Regions from separate parts of the Mus musculus genome. Here region 2 is linked to region 1. The links are chromatin contacts, called in public promoter capture Hi-C maps. All regions are on one chromosome and are shown on one strand. Each heading gives the region's core, a stretch centred on a gene start, on an enhancer-like site or on the middle of the called end of the contact. The rest is flanking DNA. Distances are from core to core; before and after follow the strand shown.

Region 1 (6,860 bases), core at 1,154-3,653:
GCTGGAATTCTCTCCCCCACTCCATCCCAATTATACATTAGGGTGAAATTTGCATTAGGTGTGATGGTAACTCTCAAACTCTCAATTCAAGACAAAAAAAACTCCTAAGTCTAGCACCATGTCATTTCCTAGTTTCTAAACAAAAATACCCCCCCAACTGCTTTGTGTAGAATGTACAGAGCCATGGTTACAAGTTTTCCTGCGGTATGAAAAGCCAGCATTCCGGTATCATTCATGCATTTACAAAACAATCACAGCCACAAACAGCCCATAAAAGAGTAGATGTCACATTTGCCTAGGTGTGTATCTAGCGTAATACTCTTTCTTACTGGCTTCACTCTAGTCCTTCCTACTACTGCCCTTCCCCCAAATTCTAGATTTCAAACCCTAAAACTTGCGAGTCTAACCACTATTCTTAATTTCTAGCCAGCTCTCCCCTGGGCAAAGAGAAAAAATACCTTCTTATTCTTGAAAAGATGTCACAAAAAAAAAAAAAAAAAGAAAGAAAATGAAAAAGAAAACTCTTGCCTAGGCAACTTTCCTCCCATCCCCCAAGTTAAAATCCTAAGCAAAAACTACTTTTAAAAACTTCAGCAAATTCCATAACTGAGTTTTTGACAACCACCACTGATGTTTAGGAAAAATAAAAAAATAAAAAACAGCAACAAGTAAGAGAAGGAATTACCTGAAGAATCTAGACAAACAACTTGAGTTATATAAACAAAATCCTGCAACGGGGGAAATGGTTGGGGGATGGGGGCGAGGCAGAAAAGAGAAACAGGAGACAAGACTTGTTAACAGCCTTTCACACACTACCGCCCCCCCTCACCCTCTCCCTGGGGATCAGCTATTTACAACACTGGGCTCTCACCCCCACCCTCAAAAAATAAAAACATTTTTTTAAATGCTCGATTTGCCTTAGGAACCTTCGCGAATTTCTCTACTGGTCATGCAAAAAAAAATCAGCCTGGATTCCAACCAAAACCACTGCCTGGAGGACTCTTATCAGTTACAGCTCTCCCACTGCAACCTCGGGTGTATATAAAGCTGGGGGAAGGGGTAGAAAATAAAAGGTGTCACTTGGCCCAGATCAGGGCAAGCAGTCCCCAAGAACCATATCCTCAGAGGGAGTTTTGCTCAAGTGGCTATTTTGTTCGGGGAGCTCCTTTCTCTCCTTCGTCCCAGCTGTCAGTTCCACAATATGGAGGGTGGCCTGCCTGCTAAGAGGGCCTGGGGGTCCTCACTGCATGCACTATGAGTGGGATAGGCTTTGTGAGTAGAAAGAAAAACAGGAAGGTTCTCCAGACCAGAAGGCTTAACAGGAGTGTCTGATTTAAAACACACGGAGCTCTTTATTACAAGAGGGGGCCCTGGGCAGGCTACTCTCTTCCTAATATAGAAAGGAATTAGGGATAAAGAAGGTTGCTTGAGTTACCCCAGTTTAAGCAGCACTGTGACTGGAAGGAACAGGGACACCCGAGAGAGAGAGAAAGAGAGAGAGAGAGAAAGGCTTCCCTCTCAGGAATTTCTATAATGAACCCATAAACCCAAAGCTAGCAAACAGGAAGCAAAGACCCTGAAGATGAGCTCCCGGTGACGAAGGAGGCGTCTAGTTATACCCCCACACACACCCCTAAGAAAGGGCCGTCTTAGGAATCCAAACGTCGTAGAGGGAAAGTCAGGGGCTGGGGGTGGGGGGGGAGTGCAAGGAAGGCGAAGAACAACGCACATCTCGGGGGGCTGCAGATAAAGGGGGACTGAAAAAGCCCTCGGCTCCGGGGAGGTGCCAAGGGGCCGCCGTAGGCACTGGGGGAGGGAGGGGAGGCGCGGCCAGTGGCCTGGAGTGCCCCGGAGCCCTCGAGTGGGCACCCCCACCCGCCCCACACGCAGTCCGAATTCCCCTCCATGAAGGATACAGCTTGACTACGTCCGTGTCCATCCGCCTCTTGCCGGGACTGGGGGATGACATGGTGTCGCCGCTGCCGCTGCCTCCCCGTCGCCTGCGCCGCCGCCGCCTCTCTCCCCTCCTTGGCCCGTCTGTCACGGGCTCCGGGCCCAGCTCGCAGGGCCCCGCGGCCTCGCCGGCTCCTCGGCCGAGGTGGCAACACCCGCGCGGTCCCGTGGGGTCCGCTCAGCCGCCGCCCCCCGCACGGGGGAACACCGGGCACTGCCCCGCCGAGTGGGGGCGGGGACCGAGGCGCCCGCTCGGGCTGCCCTCCGACTGAGGCTCCGCCGCGGCCCGGGCTGCCGCTGCTCCGCGCCGTGCGCCGCTCCCTCCCGCCTGCGCTAGCTCGTTCGCCTGCCCGCCCGCTCGCTCACGCTCTCGCCAGCTCCCAGCTGCTTCCTCCACAAGCCGACGACTCCAGCTCGGTCGGCCTCTCTACCCTAGCCTCGCTCTAGGCGCCGTGATGTCACCTCTGTGACGTCATCTGAGGGGCGGGGCGCCGGTGGGAGGGGAGGAGCATCGTCGTCGCGGTGTAAGCTTGTCAGGGGAGTTCTGGGAGATGTAGTTCCTCTTTCTCCTGCCATCGTGCATTCCCTCCGCCCCCTCCCCCAACCTCCTCACACACTTCATCGATCAACTGCCAGTGTCGTTACCATCAACATAAACGACGGTAGTAAATAATGGCAGTATGATTACATTCATACTTTATGTACCACCCTCTCAACAGTGCTGCAAAGGCTGTTTGGATATGGAGGAGGCCAAAGTGGCAATTACTCAGACTGGCGTCCAAATCTGGAAATTCCCACACCAGCATGTTCTCTCCACTCTGCTCCCTCTTCAGAGGGAATTGGTTTGCAGGGATTTAGACTACAGTAAGGCTTCCCCAGAGCTTGCAAACAGGGTTCATTTACCCTCTATGCAAACAAGGTCAACAACTCCGGAACTGCAGTAGAAGCAGCAAAGAACAGAAATAATTTGATACTAACATCCTCATTCTACAGAATTTGAGGTAAGTTGAGGTCCTTTTTAAAATCACAAAGGTGACTGATAGAAGCACCCTAAATAAGTTATAATGCAGAACAAAGACACAGTTCTGCCCTCTGAACTCCTATATCAGTTCATGACTCTGAGGATACAGTGTAGATGAAGATGAAATTTACACAGCTCTCCCAGAATGGACCAGAGTGTCAGCATCATTTGAGAACTAGGAAGGAATGCCTCTAGAAGGGCCTTAGGCCTACTCAATTAACATATGCAGTTGAACTAAGTTCTCAGACAGTTCCCTGAACAGTGAAGTCTGAGATATACTGCTCTACAGGGCTCAAAAGTACTGTAAACCTAAGGAGCAACAAGGTAAAAGAGGCAGAATAGTGCCAAGTATCCTCAAAAGCTTTATCTATTGTCTTTTCTCTATGACACACACTTGGACTTTGTCAGGTCAGGTACTGAGGGCTAAATTGAAGATCATTTGCTCCTATCTTTCTACCCTTCAAAATGCCAGCTATTTTTTTTTTTTTAGTTGTAACATACATATAAAATATACAATGTTAACCATATTTAAATATTCAATGCAACAGCAAAAAACCATTAAATATTGTGCAAGTATGACTAGTGCTCATTTCCTGAACCTTTTCATCAATCCAGACAGAAATCATGTGCCCTTAAAAGAATAACCCCTCCTCCCCATCCCACCAGCCCCTGGTAACTTCCACTCTATGTTCTGGGGAGAAAAAAAGACTATCCATTGCTTTCTCCTAGGAGAAATCTGTCAGCAGACGGGTATGAAAAGACTTCTAGCCACCTTTATCTGATCACTTCATTGAAGGAAGAAAACAAAACAAAACAAGATTTGTCTTTCTCACTGTCTGCACCAGACTCCCTAGGGTGTTATTGCCCCTACCAGCTTTCCTAGAGTGGCTCCCCCAGCCTCCTTTGCCTGATTACCTCCCTCCCCTGTGCTAAGACAGTGGTTTTCAAGCTTGGCCCAACACCTCAGAATCACCTGGGGAGCTTGTTAAGCTCACACAGAGTCCAGGAACTGCTGCTGGGAATTCAGAAGGTCTGGGGTGAGGCCTAAATAGCCTTGTCTTTAACAAGTACCCCGGATGTTTCCGATGCTGGCCAAAGTCAGAAAAGCTCTGCCGTCAAGATTCCAAAAGATGTCTCAATTTCGAGACACCTATCTGACTGTTAAGTGCATTTATAAAGTCCTATGCCCAAAAGGCAGGAGCTGTGTGCTCTCTGCTCCTCCACCACACACACAGTGGCACCTAGAGGACCTGTGGTCATTGTCTCTAAAACCACAGCATATATATAGAACAGACAGTCAAGGAAAGGACACTAGAGGAAGAAAGGCCTGGAGTTAGGGCTTAAAAATTCTACATGGTCTTTTCCTCCTCACTGATACAACTGCTGTGAGCAAAAAAACTTGGGAGACTAACCAGAGAAGTGTTTCATAACGGAAACTTGCAGACCACGCTGATGGTGGCAAGCCTGCTCCCTCCACAGGTAACGGAGGGTGAGCCCTGGAAGCAGTCTTAGCAAAGGAGAACCATGATGTCCTTTGGAGGTTGTTGGTGGTGGTGGGTTTTTGGTTTAGTTTGGTTTGGTTTTTCGAGACAGGGTTTCTCTGTATACCCCTGGCTGTCCTGGAACTCACTTTGTAGACCAGGCTGGCCTCGAACTCAGAAATCCTCCTGCCTCTGCCTCCCAAGTGCTGGGATTGAAGGCGTGTGCCACCACGCCCACTGTTTTTTTTTTGGGGGGGGTGGATTTATTTCTGTTTAATACATATGACTGTCTGCTTGCATGAATCCATGTGTATTATGTGCCTGGTGCCCTTAGAGGCTAGAAGAGAAAGAGTCATTTTCCCTGGAACTGTTGTTACAGGTTACAGACAGTTTTGAGCCCCTTTGTAGGTACTGGGGACCAAACTTAAATCCTCTACAGAAGCCGCACTACATCTTAGCTGCAGAGCCATCTCTCCAGTCCTAGGAAGTACTTTAACTCTTGGCTACTTAGGACTGATCTACCTCTCCCTGCTCTTCATTATGCCTCAGTAAGTTACTTATATCCTTCCTGAACCTCAAATTTCCTCATCTGTAAAGTATGGGCTCTGATGCCCTACCCAGATTGAGTGGCTTGATGGAGTTCAATGGAAAAGATCAATGTGAAAGCCTTAGATGTTATGAACTGCTTTCCACAGGGGGAATGGGAAATACTGATGACCAGGTGCACTATGGGAAATACTGATGACCAGGTGTAGTCTGGCACTAGTACTGGTCTTATGTAACTGTTACTATGCTCTTAGCACCCCATTTCCCCCACTCCTTATACACCAGTTATAGGAGGAGGTCATTCGCTTTGGGGAAATTGGTTTTGTTTACTTGCTTTTGAGGATGCTACAACATCCATTGTCTCTGTGGCAAAGGTAGGCAGGCACACATTTCCCTCTGGGTATTTTTGCCATTTGTTCTTTCCTGAATGCGCCTCCCCAAGTCTAACCTTCTTCCTTCCTGCTTCCATAGCTTCAAGGAACTCCTGAGCCTGCCCTTGGCTGAATAAGTTCAAATTTTTTTCCACAGCTTTGCTAAAGAAAACTGAAGTTACTATCGAGTCTGTTGGTTTGCTTTCCCCTTTCTCCCATGTTTCAGCCGTTCAGAATGTCAATAATTTACCCTAAGACAACACCAGGGCCTGGGAGTGTCTGTTTATACTTGTGCACTCGCAAGACGGAGTTCTGGAATGAGCGATGAGCTTCCTTATCAGGTACAGCCAAGGGGCGCCTGGGAGGGAGCAGCTGTCCGACCCTGCCTGACTCACCAGTGTTGCAATCTGAGAAATGGATTCTGGGCCTGTTTATCTCTGCCCCGGGGCAGGGCCAGGCTTGACCAGAGGGGCCTCTGATCTCATATGCAGCTTCTACAAGGCAAGAAATAAGCTTGAGAGAATATAGTGCTTCCAACGAGACACTAAGATGAAGCCAGGTTTTTGGCAGAGTGAGTGGAAGAGGCCAACAAGAAACTAAAACCATTTCTGACATGGCCTATTAATCCTTAAGGTGAATTTATGGTTGTCCCTACCCAGTGTTAAAATAGCCCCACCCCCATGCCCCCAACAGTCTCCTGTTCCCACGGGATTGTTTCTCAGAGAAAACAGTTCACTCTGAGCTAGCTCACTCTAATGACACATCGCAGGTCTGGATCCCTTCAGGAGGTCATCATATCTGCAGTCTCTTAATACCTGGACCTAAAACTGTAAAGCCCTGCCCTGGAGACATGGGCCTGTAGGTAGAGTGCTTGCCATGTGGGCCGGAGTGCAGATCCCTGCTCTTCCAGCGAAAGAAAGGGGAGCCAGAAAGCAAGAGAATCTGCAGAAGCTCAAGGGCCAGGTGGCCTGGCATTCCAGGTGGGAAGTAAAGAAGAGACAGTGCCACAAACGAGGTGAAAGGCAAGGACTGGTGTCCATGGCTGTATGCCTGAACTGACACCATGAATGTTTGCGCACTCACACACATACACAAACAACAACAACAATGATCCTCCGAGCTCACTTCACATGATCTCTATGTAACCTGGTCGTTGTGTCCTCACTAAGGACCGTGCAGCACAACTCAGTAGCAGCTTCCGTCTGGTTCAGAGAGATGTTGCAACCTCTTTAGCACCAGTCATGTGTGACATGTTTTGTCTACACACAGGGCCACCAGCAACCTCACACATACTGCCCAGCACCAAACCGAGAGAAAGAAGCCTGGGAATTATCCTATATCTACGGAGTGCTCTCCTGGGCAGGGTGTCCTGGCTAGAGGCCTTGTGCAGTCCACTGCTGGTGCCCTGTCTTTTCTTTCTCACGGTGTCACCTCCCTGTTCTGGAGCTGTGGATGCCTGAGAGCTCTAATCCCCACGTGACCTCATCC
Region 2 (6,575 bases), core at 2,815-5,314, 570 kb before region 1:
TTTATATATATATTTATTTTTGGTTTTTGAAATAGGGTTTCTCTGTGTAGTCCTGGCTGTCCTAGGACTCATTCTGTGGACCCGGCTGTCCTGGAACTCACAGAGATCTCCCTGCTTCTGCTTCCAGTGTGTTGGGATTAAAGGTGTGCACCATCACTGCCCACCCAGTGTCTTTCTTTCTTTCTTTCTTTCTTTCTTTCTTTCTTTCTTTCTTTCTTTCTTTCTTTCTTTCTTTCTTTCTTTCTTTCTTTCCTTCCTTCCTTCCTCTCTCTCTCTCTCTCTCTCTCTCTCTCTCTCTCTTTCTTTCTTCCTTCCTTTCTTTTTTTTTTTTTTTAAAAGATGGGTTTCTTGTAGCCCAGGCTCACATCCAACTTATTATAAAGCCAAGGATGACTTTGAATTTCTGACCTTCCCACCTTCACTTCCTAAGTACCACAGGTATGTGCCACCGTTTTTAGCCATGAATTTTCCTTATCCCTACCAAGAAATTCCAGGCAAGGAATGACTTCAAGTGTGTGTGTGTGTGTGTTTCCTACAGAGGCCAGAAGAAGGCATTTAATTTACTGGACCGGCTGATAGTTTGAGGCAGATAAAGGTGGCTATCTGCACATGTGGAGGTTCCTTCCTTCTTAATGTATGGAATATTGAGTATCCCATGAAAAAATGCTACCAGCCTTCAAAGCTACCCTGGTGCTGCACATAGTGGCCCATGCCTTTAATCCCAGAACTTGGCAGGCAGAGGCAGGCAGATCTGAGTTCAAAGCCAACTCCGTCTAAGTAGCAAGTTCCAGGCATATCTAAAAAAACAAAAACAAAAACAAAAACAAAACCCCAACCAACCAACCAACCAACCAACCAACCAACCAACAAAAAAACAAACCAAAACTACTCATAGTAACAGCCAGCCAGAAAGTAAGTGGGAGAAGTTCACAAAGTGTCCACATGACTTAGGCTCCAAGGCAGTTTTCTGTACAGAACAGATGGAGACAGGCTATAACAGCCATTTCATTTTTATCACAGAAACCCCGAAGAAGATCATTATGTTTTCAATTGTTTTTTTCCCGGGGGGGGGGGAGTTATGCCCTAATGACAGTCTGTTTTACTTTTTCCATAAATCACACATGACTTTCTTCCAGATGGTCCCTTGCCTCCAGCGTCTTGCCCTTCATGCTCTCACAGCATCCCCTTACTCGTTATAAATGATTAATATTACTTCCTAGATCATTTGCACTTTTTTTTTTATTACCAATAGTGTTTGGTTTCCACCCCAGGATGGGGAACTCAGGTGGATATTTTACCTACCAAAGCAGACCTGGCCTCCAGGTTCTTCCAGCATCCTACAGTCCCTACCTGGCATACCCTGCCCCCATCCCTGATCTTTCCAGCCCAGGAGCTGGGCTGCCTTTCCACCAGAGGCCCCTCCGTATATATTCCAGACATTTTGGTTTCTCTCTCTCCTCTTCTCTCTGCGACAATGCCCTATCTCTCTTTCTCACCACCCTCCTCCCACCCCCACCCCCCATCATAGCAACCTCCCTGGCCTTGGTCCTTGGGGCCAATGAGCTTGCCCACCTGAGAGCAGGTTCCCAATAAACCTGCCTTTAATCTAATCTAATCTGGCTTAAATTGGTTCATTTCACTGGCAGCAGAAAAATAACCTATCAGATGGTGCTGAACCCAGGAGAAGTTGAGACCCCAGCCTGATGGCCCCAGTCCCTCTTTGCTACATGGGGATCATTTCTGCTCCTCAACTACTTCCAGTTACCAGGCCACCCATGCTCTCAGTTGCAGTCATGTTTTCCCCACATGTATTGTCTTTCCTCTCTCTCTCTCTCTCTCTCTCTCTCTCTTTCTTTCTTTCTTTCTTTCTTTCTTGTCCCTTCTAGTTATACTTTAGTTCAGATCCCACATCATTCACTTCTCACACTGATTTCTCTTTGCTGTAAACTACCATTAATTTTACAGTAGCTAATAAAGATATATAGCGATGATATGTGTGTGTGTGTGTGTGTGTGTGTGTGTGTGTGTGTGTGTGTGTGTATACACATGTAATCTATGAGGATACAAAGAGTGTAAGAAGATAAGGTTCCTGTACTGGAGAAATTTTCACTGCTTTGCAAGACATTGTGGATGTTGATACAAAGAGTATTGATACAAAGAGTATTGATACAAAGAGTATGAGGATAAGGTCCTTGTACTGGAGGATAAAATTAGCTACTTTTCATGACATTGTGAATGTTTCTTGAGAGCAAGTCTTGCCAGCACAGAAAAATAAAAACTCTCAAATTCTACAAGGATACCACCACTTGAGTACATGCTAGGATTTTAGGAAGGCTTCTGATGATAGGGTTTTTGTTTTTGTTTTTGTTTTTTGTTTTTTGTTTTTTTTGAGACAGGGTTTCTCTGTGTAGCCCTAGCTGTCCTGGAACTCACTTTGTAGACCAGGCTGGCCTCGAACTCAGAAGTCCGCCTGCTTCTGCCTCCCAAGGCATGCACCACCACGCCAGGCTCTGTTGAAAGTTTTAATTGTCAACTTGATACAATCTAGAATCCTCCGGGAAGAGAATCTCCATGCAGGATCTCTAGATGAAGCCAGCCTGTTGGTGTGTCTGTGGGTGGTTGTCTTGATTACACTAAGTGATATAGGCAGGTCTGCCTGTGATGGGCAGCACCATTCCCAAGACAGGGGATCCGGGACTGTGTTAAGTACAGAGAAGGTGCTGAGTACCAGTAAGCATGCATGTATTCATTTCTCTCTGCTCTTGATTGTGGATGCAACCAGCTAAGGTCCCTGTCTAAGGTTTTCCACAATGATGGACTATGACCTAGAATTGTGAGTCCAGAATACATCCTTTTAGCCTTATAGTTGCTATGTCAGGATATTTTATCACACCAACAAGAATAAAATTAAAACACAAAATGAGCCCCCAAATTGAATTAGATTCCTCACATAGTTCTGGAGACTTGGGTACCAATTAAGCATGTATCTGAAGTGTAGGAGTCAATTTGCTCTTAAACAACAGAGATAACAGAAACGATCTATATCTGGCTGACTGTGAGCTATTCTTACAGAAACAAGAAATGAAAAGCTATGCTATTGAGTTGTCCGTCAACAAGGAAAAGTTACTCAAGGTTCATTCAGTCCAGTCTCCTAGCCGTTGAGGGAGACTTGCTTAGGGGAGCTGTGACTTAAAGAAGCTGCAAGAAAGAAAGAACTGACGGAAGGAAGGAAGGAAGGAAGGAAGGAAGGAAGAAAGAAAGAAAGAAAGAAAGAAAGAAAGAAAGAAAGAAAGAAAGAGAGAAAGAAAGAAGAACTGAGTGGAGAAGGGAACGACAGAAACTTCATGAGGCAGCTGGGCCACAGGTATTCATCCAAGATGGACTAGTTTCCTGCGGACAAACCCGAAGGTGCATCAGGGACAGTTGATGGAAATCACAGTCCATCCAGCCCTGACATACCTGAGCGATAAAGGCTTGGTGTTGACATGTTCTCAGGATAGACATCTGTCCCCACAGGTAACAGCAGCTACTCTGAGTGACTCCGAGGTTATTTCCCCATATATATCTCGAGCAGGAAGAATTTAAAGAAGCAAAACCCCCAAACTCCGGTTCTTCTCCACCAGGGTTCTAGGTAAAGTTGAGAAAGATCTAACTAACAAAAAGCAAGAAAAGATTGGTAGGGCTGGGGAATTGGGCAGGAATGGAGTGAAAACTCTTGCCTGCTTTAGGCATCCCCCTGCCACCCTAAACTGAGAGAAATGTCCTCTCCTAAAAGTCACGTCAAACAACCTTAGGACCAACTAAAGATTCAGTCAAGTGCCTCTGGGACACAACTTGCACGCATCCCCCCCCCCCCCCCCCCCCGCGAGGGTCTTCTGTAGGGTGAAGGTTCCCGAATACCCCCACCCCAGCCCCTTCGGGCATTTAGGCCGCCAAAGCTGGGGCTCCTCCTCTCCAGCGTCTGACTCTCCCCTTGCTTTTCTTCGCTCGGGCCCTCCCCCAGCCTCCGCGGATGGGGGGGCCGGGCTTGGCTCCGCGAGGCCCGTGCATTCCAGAGAGCAGGGCCAGCTAGAGCAACAAAGGAGCCCGGTAGTCGGCAGGGAGAGCTCAGGGGGCTGCGGCGCGCTCGCGCGGAGGTGGCTGCTGGGCCGCGGGCTGGCGTGGGGGCGGAGCCGGGGACCCACTCCCGCACCCCCCCCCCCCCCCCGGCCGGCGCCTGGCCTCCATCGAGGGGCTGGGAGTCGGTTTTAATGGTGGGAGAGGGAATGGGGCTGGAGATCGGGGCCCCGGAGGGTTCCCAGGGTTGAAGACAGCTTCGATCTCCAGGCCAGGGAGTCCGGGGTCTGTGCATCCTGGCCCGGGCCTGCGCTGCTCAACATGGGGCCCGGGTTCCAAAGTTTGCAAAGTTGGGAGTCGAGGGGCCCGGACGCGCGCGGCGCCTGGCGAAAGCTGGCCCCAGACTTTCGGGGCGCACCGGTCGCCTAAGTAGCCTCCGCGGCCCCCGGGGTCGTGTGTGTGGCCAGGGGACTCCGGGGAGCTCCGGGGCGCCTCAGCTTTTGCTGAGTTGGCTGTTTGGCCATGGCCGCTGGCCGCCCCGTGCGTGGGCCCGAGCTGGCGCCCCGGAGGCTGCTGCAGTTGCTGCTGCTGGTACTGCTGGGGGGCCCGGGCCGGGGGGCGGCCTTGAGCGGGAACGTGACCGGGCCTGGGCCTCACAGCGCCAGCGGGAGCTCGAGGAGGGACGTGCCGGTGACCAGCCCTCCGCCGCCGCTGCTGAGCCACTGCGGCCGGGCCGCCCACTGCGAGCCTTTGCGCTACAACGTGTGCCTGGGCTCGGCGCTGCCCTACGGAGCCACCACCACGCTGCTGGCTGGGGACTCGGACTCGCAGGAGGAAGCGCACGGCAAGCTCGTGCTCTGGTCCGGTAAGCGCGCGGGAGTCGGGATTGCGACGCGGAGGTGATGGGACCGGCCACTGACGGAAAGAAAAGGCTCAGGCCTCAAACTGTTGGGCGGGCGCGGCTTGCACCCGGAATAGTTGGAGAAACGAGTCCGGAACTTTTGGGACAGGTTGCGTGCGGGAAGGAGACTCTGCGTGTTGGAGAAGGGGTCGGGGCAAGAGACCAGGGAAGCCAGTCGGTCACAAAGAGCCCGAGTAAGGATGGGGTTAGGGGGATGCAAGGAGGGAGAAGAGATGTATTCGTGAAGCAACAGTCCATGGGGATTCTGGGCAGTGTTCAGACCTTGAGGCAATCTGAGTTGTAGAGAAGAAAGAGAGGATGAAGGTGGAAGACATTTAAGGATTTGGAGGGAAGGGGCGAGGAAAACTTGTACATTCTGAGAAGGAAAAAAAAAATGCCTCCTTGTAGTAACTAAAAAGCCAAACGAACCACCTGGTAATCTTGATTTAGATCAGCCCAGGGAACCAATGATTTTTGTCTTGTTTTTACCCGTTTAAGTTTCCTTATCTGAAAAATGGAAGCTCTGATCCACTCGGGTTAAGAAGGAGGGAGACGATTTAAACAGTTGTTTGTGGCTCTGTGGAAATGTGAAGCCTCACGCCAGTGTATGCTGTGGAGGAACATTAAGTCTGGGGTGTTGAGAGCCTGTGGGCACCGTCCAGAGTGGCAGAAAGTCCTTTCCTTGGGGTAGGATTGTGACAGAGCCTGAAAACAGCAGACTACATCAAACAAGTCCTTCCTAGGCTATTTAGGATGGTTTATCTCTCTGCCTGTCACCCAGTTGGACTGAGAGCCTGTAGGGTGCTGGGGAGGGGACAGTCCTTGTCATTTTCCCATCCCTCTTCCCCACCCCGAACCCCCACTTCGGTGTGATGTAAAAGCTGTCCTTGATGGAAAAAGAAAATAAAATTGAGAGCCCGGAGCAAACCAGAGAGCCTGACAGTGTCCCTAGCTTTAGCTCTTCCTCTGAGGTTGTGAGGCTCCGACTAGGAGGTAGTGTGAACCGTAGGCTGACTGTCTTGGGCTGAGGTGTGTTGTCAACTTGACTACTAGAGTTCTCAGTTGTAGCTGAGTGCTGCCTGGGGTCCTAAGGTTCTTGGCTTGATGCAGATGTTGGAGCAGGAACTTGGAGGACGGCGGGTACCGAGAAGATAGAACTGTATTCTATGGAGATAAGGTTCTAAAGTAACCTATAGGTGGAGACCTCTCGAGGGAGTCGAATGACGCTTTCACAGGGGTTGTCTAAGACCATCAGAAAACACAGATATTTACATTATGAACTATAACAGTAGCAACCTTACAGTCATCAAAATAATTTCATGGTTTGGGGAGCGGGAGCGAACTGTATTAAAGGGTCGCAGCATTAGGAAGGTTGAGAACCTTAGAAGCTAAACCCAGAATCTAAGGCAGCAGCTATATGTAATCAACAGTAGCTTTGAAAAAAAAAATCCATAAATTACTCTAATGTAAGGTCTGTGTGATTTCACACATGCACACTTATGATAATATGTTTGCATAAATGCAGTATAGAAGATATAAGAATGGACATACAGAGGGAATATAATTGTAGTCTTTAAAGCTATATATGTGCAAAAGACTGACAGAATGAAAACGGAAC

Evidence for each region. Capture Hi-C pulls out chosen DNA fragments and counts their contacts.
Region 2: a promoter capture Hi-C map of adipose tissue shows a contact between it and region 1. The contact joins the promoter of Smo here to the promoter of Ube2h in region 1. A contact is called at or near these places in 3 of 39 promoter capture datasets (embryonic stem cells, hippocampal neurons and stem cell-derived epiblast-like cells), 2 of 484 Hi-C or Micro-C datasets (embryonic stem cells and uterus), 5 of 115 datasets of contacts at active chromatin or transcription factors (astrocytes, extraembryonic endoderm stem cells, neural tube and 2 more) and 2 of 9 other capture datasets (adipose tissue and embryonic stem cells).

What each region holds. Positions count from the first base shown.
Region 1 is chr6:30,302,136-30,308,995 of GRCm38.p6, forward strand. Ube2h (ubiquitin-conjugating enzyme E2H) reads right to left here and starts at 2,404. Exons shown (of 7, transcript NM_009459.3): 1 at 1,917-2,404. The coding sequence starts at 1,969. 1700095J07Rik (RIKEN cDNA 1700095J07 gene) reads left to right here and starts at 2,480. Exons shown (of 2, transcript NR_166056.1): 1 at 2,480-2,954.
Region 2 is chr6:29,731,433-29,738,007 of GRCm38.p6, forward strand. It overlaps Smo (smoothened, frizzled class receptor), which reads left to right and starts at 4,065. Exons shown (of 12, transcript NM_176996.4): 1 at 4,065-4,921. The coding sequence starts at 4,579.